2 separate regions of the Callithrix jacchus genome follow, and region 2 is linked to region 1. A link is a contact called in public Hi-C data. All regions are on one chromosome and are shown on one strand. Each heading gives the region's core, a stretch centred on a gene start, on an enhancer-like site or on the middle of the called end of the contact. The rest is flanking DNA. Distances are from core to core; before and after follow the strand shown.

What was found. Hi-C and Micro-C count contacts between places; a contact is called where the count stands out from the background.
Region 2: a Hi-C map of skeletal muscle shows a contact between it and region 1, with 8 times the contacts expected there. The contact joins two enhancer-like sites. A contact is called at or near these places in 3 of 3 Hi-C or Micro-C datasets (induced pluripotent stem cells and skeletal muscle).

What each region holds. Positions count from the first base shown.
Region 1 is chr4:146,008,936-146,014,003 of calJac240_pri, reverse strand. No RefSeq gene overlaps it. Among named protein-coding and RNA genes, the nearest start is that of TXLNB, 61 kb to the left of the region's middle. Within about 2 kb of position 3,648, at least 2 of the 16 cell types and tissues checked have an H3K27ac peak or open chromatin away from gene starts, as enhancers often do. A contact at or near this core is called in skeletal muscle, where this site is marked.
Region 2 is chr4:146,155,790-146,160,321 of calJac240_pri, reverse strand. No RefSeq gene overlaps it. Among named protein-coding and RNA genes, the nearest start is that of CITED2, 4.7 kb to the left of the region's middle. Within about 2 kb of position 2,036, at least 9 of the 16 cell types and tissues checked have an H3K27ac peak or open chromatin away from gene starts, as enhancers often do. A contact at or near this core is called in skeletal muscle, where this site is marked.

The sequences.
Region 1 (5,068 bases), core at 2,399-4,898:
ACCTCATGATCTGCCTGCCTCAGCCTCCCAAAGTGCTAAGATTACAGGCATGAGCCACAATGCTTGGCCTTGAGTGTGTTTTTAAAGTATTTGAATGTGTTTTTAAATTTAACATTATGTTAGGTTGGCTTTTAGGGAGGGCACAGTAGTATAGGTGAGAATGATAGCTATTAATAGGTACCAGATTTGAATGTTTACACTGTGTGGTAAAATTTTATATATTCCACTTTGTCATAAAACATGGAAGCATATTACATTATTTATAGAATAAACATGCCTATGTAAGTACAAATATGCATCATTCATGTTTGTTGTTACAAAGCTTTGCCACACATTGGACTTAAATATTCCACCACACATATACAGGTTTCCACATAAACCTCCTGGACTTGGGTAGAGCAAGACGTATAAACTCAATGCAGCTTAAAAAAATAAATAGGTTGGGCAGGGTGGCTCATGCCTGTAATCGCAGCACTTTGGGAGGCCAAGGTGGGCAGATCACTGGAGGTCAGGAGTCCAAGACCAGCCTGACCAACATGGAGAAACCCTGTCTTTACCGAAAATACAAAAAATTAGCCAGGCATGGTGGCATATGACTGTAATCCCAGCTACTTGGGAGGCTGAGGCAAGAGAATCACTTGAAACCAGAAGGCAGAGGTCGCAGTGAGCTGCAATTGTGCCATTGCACTCCAGCCTGTGAAACTCCATTGCAAATAAATAACCAACTCAGGAAAAATAAAAGTGTGGTAAATAACAAAACAAGAGAAAAAGTCAAACTGTTTATGAAGTGACAGGAAAGATATGGTAATACCATAAATCAGCATTGGCTAAAGGTCAAGGTTCTAAAACAAAAGTAAACATTTCAAAATTGATGAGACAGTTAGTGGTTTTGTTGCTCTAGGGAAATGATGGTCACCAGTATTATATCTATTAATTACAGCAAGAATAAAAACTGTCATGAACCTGTGGTTGCTCTAATATACCTACCAGGCAAATATAACAAGCCACAGAGCATTTAGAAATCCATTTACTAACAAAATTTCAAACTCAGAGTTCAAGCATATAAAGCTAGTACAATAGGAATACTTTAATCACATCTTTCTTTTTTTTTTTTTTTTTTGAGACAGAGTCTTGCTCTTTTGCTAGGCACCAGGCTGAAGTGCAGTGGCATGATCTTGGCTCACTGCAACCTTTGCCTCCCAGCTTTAAGCAGTTCTCCTGCCTCAGTCTTCCGAGTAGCTGGAGGTACATGCCATCACACCCAGCTAATTTTTGTATTTTAGTAGAGATGGGGTTTCACTATCTTGGCCAGGATGGTCTCAATATCTTGACCTCATGATTTTCCTGCCTTGGCCTCCTAAAGTGCTGGGATTACATATGTGAGCCACGCCCAGCCTACTTTAATCATATCTAAAGTCATGAGATTAAATATATATTAGATGAGAGTACTACCAGTATAACATGATTTGGCTCTGTGTCCCCACCCAAATCTCATCTTGAATTGTTATCCCTAAAATCCCCATGTGTTGAGGGAGGGACTGGATGGAAGGTGATTAAATCATGGCAGCAGTTTCTCCTGTGCTGTTCTCATGATAGTGAGTGAGTTCTTATGAGATCTGATGGGTTGCTTTTCTTTAGAGACAAAATCTCACTCTGTCACCCAGGCTGGAGCGCAGAGACAAGATCTTGGCTCACTGCAACCTCTGCCTCCCAGGTTCAAGCAATTATCCTGGCTCAGCCTCCTGAGTAGCTGGGACTACAGGTGAACGCCATCACACCCAACTAATTTTTGTACTTTATTAGTAGAGATTAGGTTTTACCATGTTGGTCAGGATGGTCTCAATCTCTTGACCTTGTGATCTGCCCACCTTGGCTTCCCAAAGTGCTGGGATTACAGGTGTAAGCCACCGTGCTCAGCCGATCTGATGGTTCTATAAGTGTTTGACAGCTCCTCCTTCATACATGCTGTCTCTGGCCTGCTGCCATGTAAGATGTGTCTGCTTCCACTTCCGCCATGATTGTAAGTTTCCTGAGGCCTCCCCATATCCAGTTCCAGCCATATGGAACGGTGAGTCTTTAAATCTCTTTATAAAGGAAAGAGGTTTAATGGGCAGTTCTTTATAGCAGTGTGAGAACAGATTAATACATAGTGTGATACCATAGGCCAGACTTATTAGACTGTAGTAAATGCTCTACCCAAACCAGTATAATTCCTCAGTCAGACTATTGTAATGCTCTGAGTAAAGAAATTCACATTCAGTTCCTTTGTCTTCTTACCATTCTTATCAACAAGTTATTCCTGGAATAAAATGATCCAAGTTTAATCAAGGATAGTACTCATCCAGGAATCAGGTTATTGAATGCCTAGTCCCTGCTCTGCGGCCAGCTAGCTTGGTGGCTTTGGATAAATTACTTAACATCTCTGGGCCTCAGTTCACTCACCTATAAAATGAGAACCTTGGACTAGAGATTCCTTACTATATATGTAAGGATTTTGGTGCCTGATTAAAATCTCAAGAGATTATGAAGTTCCCCCCTTCCAGGGAGGGTTTTATTCTACAAGACCTGCATATCATTTGGGTTACTTCTGTTAAGTCAGGCAAGAAAGAAGAGAAAAGAAATTACTCTTATTACTTTTTTTAAGTTTAAAAATTAAATAGGGAGGATGAAGGATTTATTCGACGTACATTGAGGGCCTTCCCTGCATCTGTGCTAGCCCCTGGAGTGACAGTGGTTACAAGGCCAAGCAAAGGGTTTCAGGACCCTGTCTGCTCTGGATCAGAGCACCTTGTTGTGTGACTCAGGCCTGAGGCCTCCTCCCACTACCAGTGATAGGAACTAGGTACCATGGGAAGGGCTTGGGAAGAGACTTCAAGCTGTCTCGTTCACCCCTAAATGTTTAGCAACTAAAAAACAAGAAGAAAACGTCTGAGAGCATTTTTATTACACATTATATCCAGATCTCCAAGTAGAAAGCATAAGTTCTTGCTAGACAATAGTGGTTTTATGAAATGTGTGTGTGGTTGTTTGTGTGTTCATGTATTTATGTGTCAGTGTGTACTTGTGTGTGAGGGTATGTATGAGTATTTGTGTGTAAGACGTGCCAGTATGTGTAGTCTTGTGGGAGTGCATTGTATGTATGTAGTTCTATGTGAAGGCTTACAGTTGCATGTGACTGTATTTATGCATGATAAAGTGATACAGCCCTTGTAAGGGTGATGGTTATGTGCAAGTTTACAATGTGTGTGTGTGTTGGGGCTGGGTACTGAAAAGCTGAAACACTGCAGACGTAATTTGAGTCACGTGGCTAGGTACTCTTTCATAGGATCACATCTTGCTGCAGACTTTTGTTTGCTCGACTAATCCTCTTTTGCTTACAATGTCACAAGGCTCACATTTTTTTGGCTTCTGAACAAACAGGCAGGTGTGCGAGGCTGCAAATATAGTATCAGCTATTCATGAAATAATTGCATGCACCATCAGCCAATATGACAGTTGTCATGGACTCACAGCTCCATGGACTCACAGCTCCATCCCCAGGCAAGGCAAGGAGTATGCCTTGAGAAATTCTCCATGCCATTCCTCGCAGAGACCAGCTGCAGAGCTTGGAGCACACGACATGGTAGCAAACAGGCTAAATTGATTCCAGCCTGCCTCAGCAGGGGAGGAGCTCTTCACATGGTTACTATCTTTAACTAGGGTGGCGTCCTTGGAGGCAGAGTTCCAGTCTCCTTTTTCTCTGCTGTTATCCAGCTGAAATCAAACCTCTGAATAGTTTCCCTGAACCAAAAGCCAAAGAGAAATAGTGCCTAATCCATTTATGTTTTAATCAGTGAGTCAGAAGGTAGCAAACCAGGGCTGATTGCGGACCCTACTGGTCCATCAGCCATGCCCGTAACTCAGTCTTTATGCCAAGAGATTTTTTGCTGTGATACAATTCATCTCCTCAAAATATTTAGCACTGACTAGCCATATAGTTTTAGGTGGACCATCTGGCTTCTCCCTTGCCCCTTATAAGAAAACCAATACTGAAGTCCTTCAATTCATCTGGGAGTAATTTAAAGCAATACCCAGAGGAAGGAGAATGAGAGCTTTTTTTTTTTTTTTAGACAGAGACTCACTCTGTCACCCAGGCTAGAGTGCAGTGGTGCAATCTCAGCTCACTGCAACCTCTGCCTCCTGGGTTCAAGCAATTCTCCTGCCTCAGCTTCCTGAGTAGCTGGGATTACAGGCATGCACCATCATGCCCAGCTAATTTTTTTATTTTTAGTAGAGAAAGGGTTTCAACATGTTGGTCAGGCTGTTCTCGAACTCCTGACCTTGTGATCTGCCTGTCTCAGCCTCTCAAAGTGCTGGGATTATAGGCATGAGCCACTGTGCCTAGCCAGAAGAGCTTTTTATAACAAATTGATTACCTGGCACACTAGTTAATTAATAATCTTCAGAAGTTAAAGGGAGCAAGTAAACATAAATAAAAGCCAAAGATAGAATGGGAGAATATAGCCACAGTAAATACAACAAAGCATTAATGTCCAGAAAACAAATACTCCAAAGCAATAAAAAAGACAACTCAGAAGAAAGTGGGCAAGGGCAATGGAAGATGGGGTGGGAGGTGCATTGTCTATCAGAGAATGTTTAATAGCAATAAAACCAACCACAAGCTTTTATTGTCATCATGCACAGCAGTCCTAAATAATGTGAGTGGTAGTTTTTCTCCCTGCCAGAGATGATCACTCCTACTGTGTGTCTCACTCCCATTTGTAAGCCCTGCATTGCATATGAATGGACAGTTTATAGAAGAAATGCAATTAACTAAAACACATCAGATAAATTAAAAAAATAAAATAAAACAGGCCAGGTGTGGTGGCTCATGTGTGTAATCCGCGCACTTTGGGAGGCTTACGCGGGCTGATCACCTGAGGTCAAAAGTTCAAGACCAGCCTAGCCAACATGATGAAGCCCTGTCTCTACTAAAAATACAAAAATTAGCTGGGCGTAGTGACAGGTGCCTGTAATCCTAGCTACTTGGGAGGCTGAGGCAGGAGGATCACTTGAACCTGGGAGGGGA
Region 2 (4,532 bases), core at 787-3,286, 150 kb before region 1:
CTAGAAGTCATTTGGGGGGTGGTGGTTCTCTTTGGTGGCTTTTTCCCCCCCCCCAAGTTGAACACTTTATTGATGAGAGTAAGCATTCCAAAGGATAAATTACAGGACACTAAAACAGGTCATGATGAGCTTAAGCGGAGAGCAGGATTTAACATAATTGGCATAATGCTTCATTGTTATCATTGTAACATGCCTCTTGGTGTGCTTTAATCAAAAGCTGCAAAGTTGTCATAGTGCTTTTTTTTTTCTTAATTGCCATCATATTCAAGTGTACTCCAGAGTTAGAAAGGTTTGCAATACTCAACATTATCTTTTTCAATGGGCAGGAGGGAAAAATGAAGTGTTTCTGTTTATACCTGATTGAACTACTTAAATGGAGGTAGATTAGAATAATATACTGATGGATGGGGGTGGCATTAAATATAAATCTACCTTTATCTCCAGTGATGAGAGTTTACGCAGCAAAAGTGCCAAGGATAGGTACACATTTTCTAGTGTAATCTCTGAAATAGTATCTGACTGGTTCATAGTTTTAAGAGGAAGAAGGAGCAGAATTCCGCCTTGAGGCTTTCTATTTTGTCCTGCAATATTTAAAATTTACTCAGGTTGACTCAAAGGTCAAATTACAATCTTTACAAGATGTTCCCTCTTAAGCATGCCCCGTTTTCCTGAATTCTGAGCCTTTCCTGTTAGATGAACGGGATGCAAACACCTAAAATATTTTAATTTTACTTAGAGAGATGATTTACCAAGACCATAGCTACAATTAAGTAAGTGGGTGTCAAGTTTTGCCTTATATAATCCAGCGAAGGAAAAAGAAATATTTTAAAAATCAGATTATCCCAGGTGGAAGGAGAAGGAATTTTATTTTGTTTTCTCTTTCATGTTTTCATGGCTTACCTCATGTTTATAAGAGCAACACACCCACCTTAAAGAAAAAAAAATGCAGACTTTTGGACGTAACTTACTAAGGGAAGTCAAAAATGTAGATTGAGAAAAATTTTATAAATAATGCTTTAAAAGAACATTTAAACTTAGATTCTCATCTTAAATTGCATATTTTATAAGAAGTCAGGAGGACTGGGTATTTAGAAGTATTCTGAGAGAGTAAGTTGGGCATAAAGGCTGCTTTAAGTGGAATTCAGATCACCTACATTCTGTAATTCTATTTCCAAGGCAGGCCATGTAAAATTAAAATGTACACACTCCACTGGGTTTTTTATACCTCTGTAACTGACACTTTCTTATTTAAAATTATGTTCAAATAAATAATTTCTGAAAATACACTGAATCATCCAAAACTCTTTTTTAACCCGCTTTAAAAGCTGATCCAGATTTCCACATTAATAGTTAAAGCTGAAGTTTTCTTCAGCTAAGACATGTCAATACTAAATCTGCAATCAGCAATAAATCTTTCTGGCTAAGCATTTTCACAGTAAGTTTTTCTTTTTTCCAGAGGTTCAAGTGAAAAAATATGTTTGCATACGTATTAATCCAGCAATTCCAGTCCTTTTTCACTAGTGCCAGGAAAAAAGGAAAGCGATTAAAGGCATTGTTTTTTGCATAAAGAAGCAAAAGAATTGTCTTGCCACCACCCTTCACCATTTATTCTGCCAGGGAATAAGCCACAACACCTGCTCTGTCACTAAATTCCTCCTGCTGCTCAAACGCCGGAACACGTATGTAGAGCTGCAGAGCCCAGGGAACTATTATTAGAGCTTGAGCCCATCCCTACCAGAACAGAGGACTCAAACAGAGGAGCTGGGCTAAAAAGCACAATTTGTCTTCAGTGCAAATACAAATGCTCCCCCACCCCCATTCACTTGAATGATCTCTGTTTCATTAAAAACTCTTTCTTGATCAACAATTGAGCAGATTCTATGTGATATCTGCAGGTCTCTTAAGCAGAGAAAAATAACTCCTTGTTTGAACAACCTGATTAATGAAACCTGTACAGTGACCTAGATCACCCGGCTACTGGCAGACATTTGCAAAACCTTTTGTGGTCTTGCTTCCTACTAAGTTGCTTATAGCATATGGGGAAATTTGACCTCTGTACCTTGGCTGTTTGTCAAAAAGTTCTAATATGATACAAGAGAGCTTCTGTTCTTTAAGCTTTGCCCAAAAATAGACACTCCATGCTTGATTTTTCAAGAAGAGATCAATGATAAGCCACAGCACAACCTCATAGCTACATGTCAGAAAAACAAGTCCACATTAATAAAAACGTGTACCTCTGTCTTGTGCCTGATAAAATCCTCGTGACAGTATCTTTGCAGGAGCTGATAAAGACGTTAGAGCTATGGATGGGTCTTTGAAGAACGGTTACCTAATCACCACTGTTTATGGGGGTGCTGGGCTAGAGCACTAGTAGCAGAAGGCTGACATCCATTGTGAAGTTTATGGTCTCCATGACTTTTACTACTGTAAACGCCTGGGATGGCTATAAATTGATGTCAACATTAAAGGCCAGATCCTTTAGAGAAAAATATTAATCCACTAATCTATTATGGGTGGCCAGCTCTGAAATAGAAACTTTACAGTCCCAGACCATTAGGTGTTTTCGCCCCCTTGTGGAATTTATTTGGAAGGTCAATGAAAACCTGTTTCCTCAAGAGGTTTTTCTCTTTATTGTTGTTTTGTTGCCATTTCTGAAGACTTTGTTTTCTCCTTGGAGCAAACAGCACATATTCGAGCAACACATTTTTTTTTAACCCAAGAAGATTCCAAAATAAACATCCTTTATAAAATAAGAATATTTTATTTACCAAAAAGCTTATCCTATGATTAAGTGTGCATCAATGAGATTTGCCTCTTAGCTGAAAATATGCATTACCTAAGGGATTTTCTTTTAAAAGTGTAATGAGCAGTGGTTTGGGCCAATGCTTTAGCCTGTAAACTATGAGGGGACGGCAAATCCTCGGCACCCCACAACAGGACTGTTGCTTCGCTGGAAGGGTAGATAACAATGCATTTGACGGTATGAGGTTGGAAAGGTGGAGGGAAGTATCCAAGAATGCAGAATGTAATTATCCACACTGGAATGTGACCAAGCCACCGGGCCCTAATCTCGTGAAAGGACTGCAGGATCTTTAATGAGGATGAGTCTTGCTGTCTAATTGAGTCAGGAAAATTTACTTTAAAATAAACTGGGCAGATAACATTGTCTCCAAAAAATAAATAAATATAGAATTCAAGGAATTTAGGACCCATGCCAGTGGCGATTTTTTTCTCTGCAATGGTACTGTTTTGCTAGCATGAAAGCCGTATTACACTTCTTCAGAAATGCATGCTTGAGAGCTGGTATTTATCATTTTGGTACTGTACCGCTATCATCAAAATCAGCGCTCCCAGGCAGGTTGAGGCTGAGCCTCCACAGGAGAACAATAGGTAGCACATCAAATGACTTAGCCAATGAACCCCTATTATCATGGGTTCTGGTTGTCTTTTCCCTCTAGAATAGAAGGAACAATGGCAATGTCAGAATTTTAATTGCAATGGACTGGCTTAAATTACTTGACCTATTTTTATGCAGCAAGGAGAAAAGTGATTCTTTTTTTTTTTTTTTCCTGGTAGTCATACTTTTAATTTAAACTGGAAAAGGAAACATAAGAATATTTTCTATCAAATACTGCTAACAATTTTAGTTCGCCTTGTAGTAAGACCCACCTATATTTTTGAAAAATAGTAAGACATCTGAAATAAAGAACTTTCCTTCTCAGGAAGAAATTAAACTCATAAATAATGCTAAATTGTGAAAAAAAATCTCTAAGAGTGGCTAGCGTGAATTTCTGTCATATTTTGACATTTGTAAACACAATGAAAGAAAAGGGAAGAAAATAAGTCTGTTGCGTTGAGGAATTGAATCCATGATCCTTGGGAAAGAGAAACTATCAGACCAACCTTTTCCATACCATCTATGAACAAATTCCTTTTAGCGGCTGGATTCTTATCAGTTACTTCCTTTCCCTAGGTGAGCACTAAATGAATCTGCCCCAGGAGGCAGTTGGTGGGGCTTTTTGAGAATTCAGCTTGGCTAAATCAGGACTTGCAGAGTGAGCAAAAAGCACATGAAAGAAAGATGGACGATGAGTATTATTACTTGCTTTATATGTTACTAGTTTTCATTAGGCTGAACTAATCTGAAAGATTAGTGAGGCAGGGGTGCAACCAGGGGTGAGGACCATGGATCACGGAATTCTTGGAATTTTCCCATGGCATCACCATTGTGCTCAGCCCTGAAATCCTTCCCTTTCTTCCCTCTACAGTAGAGTGGTTACTTGATTACATTTTGGGTTGCTGAACAAAGCTGACAGGGGAATCTGTCTCCTGAGGAGCCTGCAGCAAGGCAAGGTTAGTGTGGTGCACTTTGCAGCAGATATGCACATAGCCGAGTGGCTTTTGAAAACTTAGTAATGCTCAAAGAATTCTGCCTGTCCAGTCTTGAAAGCTGAGTGGGGAGCAAAATGTAGGCTTGAGTGCAAGTCAAACTAGCATAAAATCAGGAAAAGTCAGCCAACTCCAGGTTGTCA